Regions from separate parts of the Gossypium hirsutum genome. Here region 1 is linked to region 2. The links are chromatin contacts, called in public Hi-C maps. All regions are on one chromosome and are shown on one strand. The core of a region is the stretch at or near the end of the contact, and the rest is flanking DNA. Distances in the headings are between cores, read along the strand shown.

What was found. A called contact is a pair of places that touch in the nucleus more often than the background predicts.
Region 1: a Hi-C map of leaf shows a contact between it and region 2, with 2.4 times the contacts expected there. The contact joins the promoter of LOC107901104 here to the promoter of LOC107901111 in region 2. A contact is called at or near these places in 2 of 34 Hi-C or Micro-C datasets (both in leaf).

The regions. Positions count from the first base shown.
Region 1 is chrD06:13,572,570-13,579,449 of Gossypium_hirsutum_v2.1, forward strand. LOC107901104 (DNA repair protein recA homolog 3, mitochondrial) reads right to left here and starts at 3,760. Exons shown (of 8, transcript XM_041095731.1): 1 at 3,624-3,760; 2 at 2,704-2,761; 3 at 2,053-2,270; 4 at 1,849-1,936; 5 at 1,370-1,542; 6 at 892-1,038; 7 at 420-551; 8 at 1-163. The coding sequence starts at 3,626. It overlaps LOC107901103 (nucleosome assembly protein 1;2), which reads right to left and starts at 6,717. Exons shown (of 13, transcript XM_016826977.2): 1 at 6,575-6,717; 2 at 6,378-6,437; 3 at 6,252-6,295; 4 at 6,045-6,140; 5 at 5,611-5,703; 6 at 5,441-5,528; 7 at 5,297-5,358; 8 at 5,017-5,201; 9 at 4,725-4,902; 10 at 4,593-4,636; 11 at 4,280-4,484; 12 at 4,152-4,163; 13 at 3,693-4,066. The coding sequence starts at 6,423. The coding sequence ends at 4,001.
Region 2 is chrD06:13,404,094-13,410,379 of Gossypium_hirsutum_v2.1, forward strand. It overlaps LOC107901111 (zinc finger CCCH domain-containing protein 64), which reads right to left and starts at 3,569. Exons shown (of 10, transcript XM_016826988.2): 1 at 3,414-3,569; 2 at 3,031-3,304; 3 at 2,777-2,906; 4 at 2,566-2,685; 5 at 1,541-1,658; 6 at 617-1,068; 7 at 123-408. The coding sequence starts at 3,488.

The DNA.
Region 1 (6,880 bases), core at 2,510-5,009, 170 kb after region 2:
AGAATGCACCAGACTTTGTAACAAGTTTGTGTTTCGTTGCCAAATCTATGATCTCCCCTTCCCGGGATATTCCCTTGCCAAACTCAAGCTCAAATTCAGCATTCTTAAATGGAGGGGCAAGCTTGTTCTTCACAACCTTCACAAGAACTTGACTTCCAATAGTCTACAGATTAGACATTTCAAAAACACAATGAGACATATAACATATGCAAGAGTGAGATTTGCTGGATTGCAGATAAAGCTACATGTTTAACTTGCTTGGGAATGTAAGAGACAGTTCAAAGGAAAATTTAACAAGTTGCTCAAGAGAGTTTCAACCAAGCTAAGAGTAAATAAACAAACCATTTATATGCGTTTACCCACTACACATAAATCCAACCAACAAACTGAATAGGAAAGAAAGGGTGCGAGTTTGATACCTCTTCTCCTTTCTTGACAAGCCCTGTTCTCCTTATATTTAGACGCACTGAAGCATAAAACTTCAAGGCATTACCACCGCAGGTAACTTCGGTTGGCCCACCAAATCCAAATGTCGAAAGCTTTGACCTCACCTGATATGTTTAAATAGTTAGTATGTACTAAAAAAATATTACAAGCTACATTTAATTAGCGGTAACAATTTAGCTAGGAAATAGTGCATCAATCAAACAGCCAACTAATTAGTGGTTAGAATTATTAATAAAGCCTTTAAATGGGGCAAAATTCAAAAAGTTGACCGAAGGGCAAAACTCACAATGTACACAGAGTCAGAGACTACAACATTAATCAAACAAACTCAAAGAAAGAACTTTAACAATTGCATGGCCACCTAAAGCTTTAGAGGACTATGTAGCTAATATGGAGCTCATCATCAAAACTCATCAAGGAGATAATCGGGAATCAAACTTAAACCTGATTTATTAAAATCAATATGGTTTGAGACAATGATAAGGAATGGCATATTTTACGAAGAGCTTGGCTCATCAGTCTAGCCTGCATTGCCATATGAGCATCACCCATCTCGCCATCAAGCTCGCCTTTAGGCACAAGGGCAGCTACCTGAGAAGAAAATTAAGCTATTATTAGGAGCTCACTGTAAATAGATATGATAAACAGCAGTATCACACAGATAAAATTATAGAATTTGAATCCTTCAAGGATGAGAACCCAATATTCTTGGCACACAAACAATAATTTCAAAAGCCCTCCCTCAAATTCGCATCATAGCACAACCAAATTACTTAAGCAGTCCAAGGGAAGATGCAGACAAGGAAAACAAAGCATATTTCACAAGTCACAAACATGGCAGAAGCACATTCTACCAACTATCAGCAGTATTTATCACACCAAACTCCATAATGGAAAAGAAATGAATCTAGGAACACCTTACGCTGTCAACAACTACAACATCAACTGATCCACTACGTATAAGGGTGTCCACAAGACTGAGAGCTTGTTCTCCACAATCTGGTTGCGAAAGGAGCAAATTCTCAGTGTTCACCCCAATTGTCTCAGCCAGGGCAGGATCAAGAGCATGCTCAGCATCGACAAAAGCACAATAACCTGCATTTGAATATTATAGCCATATGTAAGCATTCAACAGAAAGATAACAGAAACAACCTCAACAGCATAGAAGATAGCCACAACAAAATCTGGTGCACCCTCCAAATGCAATCATCTCATAAATAGATTTAACATTATACGCTGCATACAAAACCTTTATAATAGTTCAGATGCCTTATTATAATAATCTTCCAAATGTCAGAAATCTAGAATTAGCAACCACCTTTACATAGAATGGATTTCATAACGAGTGAGCATAATCAATCATAAATCACACAGTACTAAGCTAAAATACATTCAGTGACCTCCTTGCTTTTGTGCTTCAGCAATTACATGTAAAGCAAGTGTTGTTTTCCCAGAAGCCTCTGGTCCAAATATCTCTATCACACGGCCCTGTAAAATTCCAACAGAGATGTATAAGGAACTAAAAAGCATCACAAGCAGCAATTACTTAGTAGCAGACTAGCAGCATAAAGGATAAAAGAACTGAAACAAGAATTTCAGAGTACCTTTGGAAGGCCACCGATTCCAAGTGCTATGTCCAGAGCAAAAGAACCAGTGGAAACTACTGGAACATTTCGAGGAGACATAGCACGACCAAGCCACATGATAGATCCTTTTCCAAAAGAACTCGTAATCTGATCCAAGGCAAGTTTTAGAGCTAAATCTTTCTTGAACATATTCTCATCGCACGAATCACTTGAATCTGACTCGGATTTCCTTCTACCTTCAATAGGACACAAACAAAGAAAAAGTATCAGATTTCATTTACTCAAAAAAAACAGAGTATTAGATTTCACTTTTTAACTCCAATGAATCCAGTTCAAGAAAAATAGCCAAAGAACTCCATCTTTTAAATGGCATGAATTTATAATTTTTATTGTTGGATAAAAGATGACACTACATTAAGCACTGCGCTTTACAGTACAGCTGACTTGTTTCAATTAAAAATCATTATAGAATTCAAACATTTATTAATCTAATAAAAATCCCATGACAAAGCACTCTTCTACAATCACATTCAGATGATTACCTGAATTAAAATTCTACTCAAAAACCAAAACGTGATTTAAAACATAGAAATAGAATACCAGATACCCAAATAACAATATTTGAGTACCGACATTCAAATTGAAGCTTTTCAATGGAATTTCAGTTACCTTTAGAAGAAAAGTTACACAGCTGAGAAGATGACCTTAACACCCCTCCCCTACAAACCTGCAAAAAGGAAAAAAGAGAAAAGTTGATTCACGGCTTCATATATATATATATTTCTACTGTTCCTAAACTACCATTTTTTTATATAAAAAAATGAACATAGTGCAAGACAATCAGATTAAACATGAGAAAAACAAAGGATATGAAGTTATGGAAGAAAATAAAGAAACGGATAAGGTTTTTAAAACCTGTGGAGCGAAGAGAGAACGTTTAAGAGATGAAACATTTCGAAGAAAGGTGGCCATAGCATGCAAGGGAAAGGAGCGTGGTTTAGAAGTATAAGATGTGGGAAAAGAAGAACAAACTAGTTGTGATTAGATGTTACTTAATACCATGGATTAAAAAGGGAGGAAAGAAATGGAAAGACAAACAGACAGACAGACACTGAGCTCTGCTGCTGTGGATCTGGGATGTTAGGGTTTGAGTTTCCCTCCTTTTTGAGATTTGCACTACAGTGGTTGGGTACCCACCACGGGCGGGGGCGAGGGAGCCTGCTGGGCCTCCAGGGAATTTTAATCAAATTTGGTGTTCCTATTATATTATATTATATTTTGTTGTATTATATTCCGTTTGATATATTTTAATCATTTTATCATTAATATCGTTAAAAAATGGTTAATTAATGAGATTTTTTTCTATGAAGTTGAGCTGGATTTTTTAAAAATAACAAAAATAATGACATATAAATATGAACTAAGGCATAATACTTAAAACAGTGAAATAAATCTAATTTTTTCAAACAAAATCTACAGTAATCGTAGAAAGGGCTGCGACAGATGTTTTATTTTGTATTATTTTTGCATCCATAATTTTTTGAAGTTGCAAGAACATTAGAAATAAAATTAAAGATCCATGGAAATACCATTTGACCATAATTGCTGCCGTCCAACCACAAGCCGTGCGCAACAGAACTTGGTATATAAAAGGTATATAAAAAATAACTTTAATCAGACTGGCCATTAAATAATTGATAACAAGCTATCACAAGAACTCTTAAAAGAGTTTCTGGAAACATTAAACATTAAAACAAAATCCCAAAACATCTTAGAGTACCATTACCAGACCATCCTACCAATCCAACAGACCAAAAAGGATAAAACGACTGTAGAAACCAATCATACTCATAGCAATAACATAAAACTGTAGAAATAAATAACCACCAAAACTGCAAACCCTCCCTTTCTCCCGCTTCTTCCAATCAAAATCTTATAAACCACACTCAACGGCAGCAATTAATTTCTACTGCTGCTTGCATTCCGGAGGCCTCTCACCTTGCTGCCCATCCCCTACTGCTTTACCACTCTTCTGCAATACACAACGAACATAATTAAGAATAAATTTTCAATAGAAGGGCCAAAAGAGAGACCTAAATGATATGGAATTGGTGTACCTTATGAGCAGACTGCAGCACATTTTCAAGCAATATGCAAGAAACAAAAGAAATATTAGCATCACTTCAGATTTTGAACAAACAATTGAGCACACATTATAACACACCCTAAAATTAGCATCTCATACCTTCTTTTTGGTCTTACTTCCTTCGTCAGCATCCTCATCATCAGCATCCTCATCCTCATCCTCTTCCTCATCATCCTCTTCCTCCTCCTCATCATCATCATCGTCATCTTCTTCATCGTCATCTATATCAAGCTCATCTCCCTGGATAGCTTCTCCTGTAAACCATGACACAGCATGTGGAATAATCTTGTCTCGAATTGTTGATCTGCAAAAAGAAACAGATAGCATAAAATAAGTAGGTATTTCAAATACATGTAACAATGATTAATGACGTCTCACTCAATGACTAGAGTAAGAAGAAAAGAGAACACACCCGATGTCATAATCTTGTTCCATTTGATTTTGTAGCTCCTCAGCCTGTGCAAGAAAGTAAAAACAATTGGAATAGCAGAAGAAATGTAATCAATCATCCATGTTTATATAGATCTGGTGAGGTTGGGCTTACAGTATCTTCATCAATGTCTTCATCATCCTCAGGAACTTGAGGAGGATTGAAGAAGTTGAAGAAACTTTCACACTCCTCTGTTTTAGTGATTGGCTTGGCATTCTTTGAACCCTTCTTAGGCTTCTTTTTAAGAAGCTTTTGCGTTAAGCATTTTCCAGGATACCATTCAATTTCAGTCCTACATATTAGGTGCAAAGAAGTTTTAGTTAAAAGAAGTAAGAACCTCCAGTAATCTGGACATATTTAACAATCCAATAGGGAATTCTCTAAAAGGATAGGTAATAGTATTTACCCAATTGCTTTCTCAAGAATAGGTTCATCTTCATCAATCATGAGATATGTCTTTGTCAGCACAGTATTCTTGAAATAAGGATTGGTGTCAAAGTAAAACTCAAGCTTGAATCCTTTGGGTTCCTCTACCCTGTACCACTTAATATCCTTGAGATACTTGAGAGCTCCTTCATCACGCTCAGTGATCTGGTTCCAAACACAAAGGATGTAGAGATAAGCTTAACCATTTCCAACCAAAAAAACAAAAAGAGTTATAAAAATAATAGTAATTGGATACTCACCTCATCAGAGAGCACTTCATTATTTTTCATTGCAGTAAGCCAAAAATCAGGCACCCCTTTCTCTGCATAAAGCATAATTTTATAAACATCGTCCACAGAAAGAAAGGTGCATATGGGAAAAGAAATGACTCAATAAGATCATACCTTCAGCATCCTTTTCCTCTCCTTGGTCCTTGGCAGCTTCATTTGCTGTTCCTTCAGCATCAGCAAGGCCATTCACAATATCATATCGCTACAAAAATAAGGTAATAAGTCAGCTGAATGGCGACAGTAACTGATTAGCCAATAACTAAAGCAAAATTGAAAATGCAAACCTTAGCATACAAGGGTTGATATAGTTTTTGATATTTAGCTTCAAGTGCTGCCCTCTCCTCAAAAAACTTAGCCTCCAATTCATCATGTTGGCTCTGTTAAAAAAATAGGAATCAAAAATGGCATTCCCCTTCCAACCACTTTGCAGCTAAAATAAATAAAAGTTAGATTACAACAATCTAAATCAAACTAGATGGGAACGGAAAGTAGCTGCAGAGCAAGAAAAATGAACTTTCTACCCTACCAAAAGTAAATCCAATGAAAATGTGCATAGATGATCTTAGAAATTCAACACATTAACAACCCCATACATCCAATATACTCCAGTTTCTTGACCATAATAGAGTAGACCCGGCTACAAAAACAACTAAACCATCAGTGATATCAGAATAAAACTTAACAGAGTATCGAAAAAGCTTAGGGAAAAAGAACATGCCTGGATCTCCCTAAGAACCTCGACACGCTTCCTGACAATCGGTGATAGACTCTCCAGCACATCGGAGTGATCCCCAGCAAGACTTTGAAGTTTATTCTGCAAACCAAAATATCAAAAAACAAAAAAAAATAACAAAAATAACAAAAAGAAAACCAAAAACAATTATGGGTGTCACCAAAACCAAAAACAATTATGGGTGTCACCCACCTTGAGAGCGTTAACGAGACCAGCTCGTGCTTCGGCGTTAAGAGCTGCAACCAAAAATAGAAACTGAGAGAAGCGATAAGAGTGAAGCGATAGTATTGTAGATAAAGAAGAGAAAAATATCAATACCATCGCCAAGACCGGACATGTTGAAGTTAACTCCTTCGTTGCTCATTGACGATATTATTTCTAAGAGAAGAAAAAAAATGAAATAAGGTTGATTTGGAGAGGAAAAGGAGAATCTAAAACCCTAGATTCGAGAAATTGGGAAAAAGAATAGGGTTTGAGTGACAGAGGCGTGTCGCTTAACAATCCTCACCCTTTACCTTACGAAAACCTAAAATCCCCGACACTAGTTTTTATCGCGTAAGCAAAGCACTTTTTATTTTTCACTTGTTTTTTTTTCGTTTCCTTGATGGCTGTAAATAGGGCTCGCACCGCTTTTGATTTTGTTTAAAATGGCAAGTAAATCCCAGCCTTATCATGGTTACCCAAAAGTTCATTTCATATCCATAAAGGGAGATTTTAAAATTTTATTGATTAAATATTTTTTCAAAATATCGTATTTCTATTAATATTTTTTTATTTTATACTTGAAAATTAACCTTTAACTCATTTTTTAATATATTTAT
Region 2 (6,286 bases), core at 2,319-4,818:
GATATAATATATACTTAAGATTAGAGACTTCATAATCAGGTAAAGCTGCACTGAGCAATTCGCCACTTCTTTGGCATTGTAAAGTCTACCTCCATGATATTCATAAGAGAAATCTCTTTTACCTGAAGGTTGGCATGGGTGCCACGTATTGATATCCATTCAAAGAACACTGCTTCTTTACCCTGGTTTTTATAATACACCTTCAGACTGTTCTGGAATTTGCCAAGTTCAATTTCACTATCTGCTGGTAGAGAAAGAGTATTTGGCATATGCTCAACTGGAATTATCAGTACATGATCTTGGACAAGTGGGCCTTTCGCTAGCGCACAGTAGAAATTCTCTCCTATACTTGTTACCAGATGTGACTCCACATTTGGGCTTGACAAACAAAACCAGCACTCTTTTGATCTGTATTCAGTCACAAAATATATAATAACTATAGTGGTTTATATATTTTACAATAAGGATTAAAGGGCACACAATCTGCAATCTGCAGTTTTATTGTGTTGGCTAATAGATTTTTCTGCTAAAAATGTTACTAAATTAACAATAACGCGCAGTGGTCTAGTTGCAAGTTAAAATAGGGGGAAAATGATAAAGGCAATAAAAAACCAACCTGTTAGCATTAGCATTGCTAGATCCTGGTCTTTTACGAGAATGATTCTCACCATCATCCTGTAAACTGTGCTTAAAGTTGCAATCAGGGCCTTTTTCACACTTTCCTTTGATAATAAAGTCAAGACAAACACCTCTCAAAAATTGTTCCCTTGCATCAGCATCATGTGGGAAGTTGCACTTTTCTCCACGTGGACAAGTTCCAGAGGATATAAATTTAAAACACACCTTATTAGTATCACCATTCCCATGCTTTTGTCGTTTGCTAGACACATCATATCTCCAGTATTGTGAATCAAGTCCAATATCACTAGCTCTCTTTGTGGTTTCTTTAGGACGATCCACTTGGTCAACTAATGTATACGGTGATAAGGTAGTATTTGGTGGCTTTGCACTGATCTCAGCAGCTGCCATGGTAGATGATGGAGTTGGAGAAAGCGCGTGAAGAAATTTCTGAGGAGCAGATGCAGGAAACAACAATCACAAAATGCCTTTAACAGCTAAATCTAGCTGTTTGTAGTGCTTGAAACAATAAATACTTCAGATAATCCTCGCAAGATAAGATATTATATTAACCCAAATCATAATATAGAAAGAATAGTTTGATTATGCAGAAATTCTTCAAGACAAAAAAAAATGATGCTGGTCTTCTTTCCCTACTTCTCTCTCCTCTAGCGTGCAGAAATGTCTGAACTCTTTAAACAGGAGGGAAGAGCACGGCAGAGCACAGGAAAAATTCAAGTAGGAAAGAAACAACCACCTTTTATTTGGAGGTCCAGTGAAAGCATAGTAGCAATTTAAATGTTCCTCAATTTAGATATCAATATCGTACCATCACAATGCAGGTTAATGCTTCATTAATAGAAATTTATATGTAAAAACCTCACCGAATACAACAAATACTCAGTATATAAGAAAGTCACACCTGTTTCTCTTTATTCCCAACAGATGCAAGACCCAAGAACCGAGTTACATGTACAGCATCAACATTACAATAAGGTTCACGAGCATAATATGCACCCTTAGTACCTGCAATGTGATAGCTAACAGGGAGAACAACCATTAGCGAAAGAAAAGAAACAACTTAACTAACAGCAAATAAAATAAAGAAGCATAATTCCGATAGGGTTGTAAAGTCATTATCGCTTCTAAGGTATCAGTCTTTCACGAGAAAAACTGCTCTGAAAATGGCCACATTGAGATGTCTAAGCGGATTGGCACATCACTGTCGATTTTTCCAGCCAATAGAAAATGCTAGTGAATATCAAATTCTCCCTAAAATCTTTCCTTCCAGTGAAAACATTTCTTTGCACTTCAGACTGAACCATTATTGCATATTCTATAGTTTCAGATATTTCATGAAAATGAAATTCAACTCCTAACATTACAAGGCAGTACTTGAGGTGGTTAAATACATACAACAAACAGCATCTGACCATTAAATTGTTGTTCTGAAAGGGGATGGTAAGATTGGACTAGAGATATTTCAAATGAGAGGAGATATGGTTCTCACTAAAAGCTTGAGCCTTTTACAATATCAAGATGTCTAAAAGTCTAAGATAAGCTTTCATTTGATAGTAGAACACTGAGTCTTGGACACACAACAAGCCAGAGATGTCAAAAAAGCAGAATATAGTTCAAAGTAACAAATGTATCTTTCATTTCTAACATTTCACTAAGTGTATGGCCTTAGACCATGAACAATATAAGGATTAATGTACCTGACTCGATAATTTTTCTATTAACATCGAGTTGGGTTCTGTCATTAGCCATTTCAACTTGAAGTCGTTGTGAGATAAGAGTCATCATTAAATACTAATTTGAACAAGAACCATAAAATAAACATTCATGGTCATGGAAACAGCATCATATATCTGACAAGAAGCATAAAAACTGTATATTTGAGAATTGGATGCACCAAGTAATGCAAAACCTTCAAACATCACGTACCGTGGTTTGATCTCTGCAACTAGTTGGGAGACAGTGGAATCACTGCCAGAAGAATCTGAGATTCCTGCAGGGATATCTGATGCAGTGGCTCTATTTGTGATACCACTTGGCCATTCATTAGTAAAAACTAATTAAGGAATTCAAAATAAACAACCTAAAAGCGAATCAAATTTAAAATTAAAGTCTCGATGCCTATCAAAGCAAAGGATATCTTAAAAAGAAATCAACTATTCCAGGTTCCTCAGCGAATGCTCGTAGCGTGTCAATGTCAATTTGACTATATGTTCCAAACTGTTGACCATTAGACAACTGCCTACCGGATAAGTAAGCCACAGACAAACCTAAATATAAGCACAAAAAATCAGATATGATAGAAAATTTTCACATGCACTTTCTAGCCTAATTACGTATACTTTCTCAGTAACCAAACAGAGACTATTTAAAAGAAGTTTAAAAAAAAATTACCATGGAAAGTGAACATCCCGCTGCCTTTTAACCAAAACAAATTGTCGCAAACCTTGAAACCGTCCATTTTGAAACCTTGGTTAGCGGAGTTCCTCGAAACAGCCGACAAAACCTTGGGTGCACCAACTCCGTAATCGCCAATGAAGTAAGTCGGGAGAGGAACTTGGGCCCTGCCTTCAACGTAGTCCATTAATTCATCAAGCCGATCTGGTTCATCGGGGAAGAACTGACCCACGCAAAAAAGAGCATCGAAAGGACCCGCTGATTTGTTTACCTGAAAAAATATAATCGTTTTTTAGCTCCCCGCAGTTCAAAAAAAAAAAAGCAAACCGTAACAGAAACATGGAGAAATCTAAAAAATAAATGAAATGAAAGAAACTAACAGAGTTGACTCGCTTGAAGAGCTGGTTGAGACGGCCTAAAACGTCCCCGCATAGTAGAATTCTGGGAGAAGCCATGAGAGAGGAAGAGAGAGACCGATGTGGGGTGAACGCCGGAAGCCGCGTTCTCTGAAATGAAAGATTGAAGCCCGGGAACTTGGGCTTATGCGGAAAGTCTCAAATGGTCCCAGCCGTCCGGCCCATATTTGCTGGGCTCAAATATACTCGAGAGTTAATAGTGTTGTTATAATTAAACTAAAATTGATGGTCTGAGAGGACTGCACCCTCACTTTAATCTTACATTTTTCTCTCTTTCTCCATTTTACTTTCTGCTTCAATAACTTCGTATTTTCGAATGCAAAATACTTTATATAAATTTTAAAATAATAATTTTTATAATAAGCTAATTACGTTATTATCAACACAATTTTTAGTCTTGATTTAAAAATGTTTTAATCAATTTTCATTTACATGTGCTAATTAAGTAAACCCGTTTAATAAATATATTATTTATAATTTATTAAAATTTAAAATAAGTTATAAGTACAATTATATTAAAAAAATTAATATATATTGTTATAATTTTACAATATTTCGTTGTATTTAAATCCAAATATATAATTTTAATGTCGTTGCTGCCCATCTCACTAAAACTAACGATTAATTTTAACAGAAAGATGAAAAGTTACACTAGTAGCCCTTGATTTGTTTTTGGTTCAATTTTGTTTTTTATTCATCCTAATTTATACAATTTTTTGTTTTGAAAGTTGGCTTTGTCAAATTTAAATATATTATATGTAATATAAATATAAATTTAATAATTATAGAAAGTAAAGATAGATATTATTATATAAGATTTATTTTTATAAAAAAGATTATGTATATTTTATTAGTTAATATGAATATATATTTTAAACTAATGTTTCTATTATTTAAACACTTAATATTATTTAACTATGATTTAACATTAATTTAAATTTATTATTTAATATAAATATGAGTTTAATCTTTTGTTTTTATTATATATACAATTATTTAATCCAGTTCAATTTGATGGTGATTTTCTACTTCCATCTCACCGGATGTAATCCAAAGTTCCAAACAAATATATCCTAATGCTTCACGAATTAAAACAATCTTTCAGAGCAGTATTCACATTCAGATTGCGAGGCTGCAGTATTTCATTCTAGATGTTGACGTGGAAGGCTATCATATGTAGAGGGTTTTCTTCATTATACAGTGTCTGATGTATTGTTCACTTTCATGGTATCAACTGTAATTGTTGTATGGCAAGGGTTAGGACTGTGTAATTTGGCATAATTGTAGGGTTAACAATAATTCATCATGTGATCATTATGACTATATAGTTTCTCATCTGATTCTCCCGCACTGCACTGTGAATGCAGACACAGTTGAAGGAAAGCAGGTGTTTTGGAGAATTTTCAATTCAAAAGATCAAATCAGGGAGCTAACTAATTTCACCATTTGGCCAGCTCTTTGCAAGCTTTGGCATTACTGTCTTCCACCTTTTTTGCATCATATGCTTCACATCATCATCATCAGACATGCCTAACCTTTTGTTTCACTTGTTACCATATCGAAACAGCTCAAAGCATGTTTGTGACAGCTCTCCCTTGAATGAGCTAGCTGCTCATGTTCAAATATCTCAAACTACTTCCCAATAAGTTCAACATTGTCAACACCCAAGTCTTCTTCGAGTTGTTTTATGACATTTCATTTTATTTCCTTTTGTCCTATCCCATCTGTTGCGAATCACATTATAAACTCTTTTGAAATGATGTTATTTGAATATCTCAAAAGCACCCATTTTTTTCTGCTATATGTGAAGATCTTAAGGGTTCAACTTCATCCATCATTATTCCCAACAGGGAAAATGACACTTATTCTGCAATTATGCATATAATACTAAAAAGTTATGCATTTTGAGTTATGGAACAATCTTGTTAGAAAACTAGCATTATAGTAAGCACCATATTAATTTTATTCTCCAGACCGTCTTTTTTGGCAAGTACCAGTCTTTTTTTTGGGGGGGGGGGGATTTATATTTATTTGTTGGAAAATGGAGAGGATGGGGTTGTCAATCAAGTTTAGGACAAATCCTTTGCGTGAGCTATGATTTGCCGGGTCAGATCCTAACATTGTTCCTGCGAACCTGACTAGCTTTGTTTGTTTGTAACTTTGTATGACGCCAAAAATGATAGGCGCTAGTCAGAGATATTGTGTCTATCACATATAACTTTCAAAGTATCAGAACCAGATTTTTCATGTTGAATCCAAGCCCAAGGGCCATTAACTTAAGGGTATTGACTGAAACAGCAGCAATATATAGTTCCTGCTACTTACTGGTGACAGTGTAATCAAATTTTTAAGAGATTTTTTGTCTTATTAAACTTGCTTGAAAGATAAGTGATCCAAGTCAGCTGTTTTGGCTTCAGTACAGGCACACAGCAAGGATTTGAATATCCTGTTCTTGTTTCCAAAATCTTGTAAATTGGACGCTACCGGCTCTTCCATATCTATATTGAACCTTGGGATAGTTCATCAGGATTCTGTACAACAGTAGAATTAAATATGGAACATGACTCGGCAATGCTCACTAAAGAACAAATGGATTAACAATATGACAAGAAACAGCTATAAAACAATGTAATCTGCCATTCAGCAGCTTCAAAGCCTCTGCTAGATCGAAAATGCCATTGATCGAGTACGGCTGCCGTGCTCAGAGCATCCAAGACTTACATGGTTCTATTTTCTATTTGGTTCCAACGACCTCACTTCAAAACAAACTGGCCTGGCCATTGAATTGTATGGTATCCACCACAGATCATCATCATCATCCAAGATCCAATACCCAA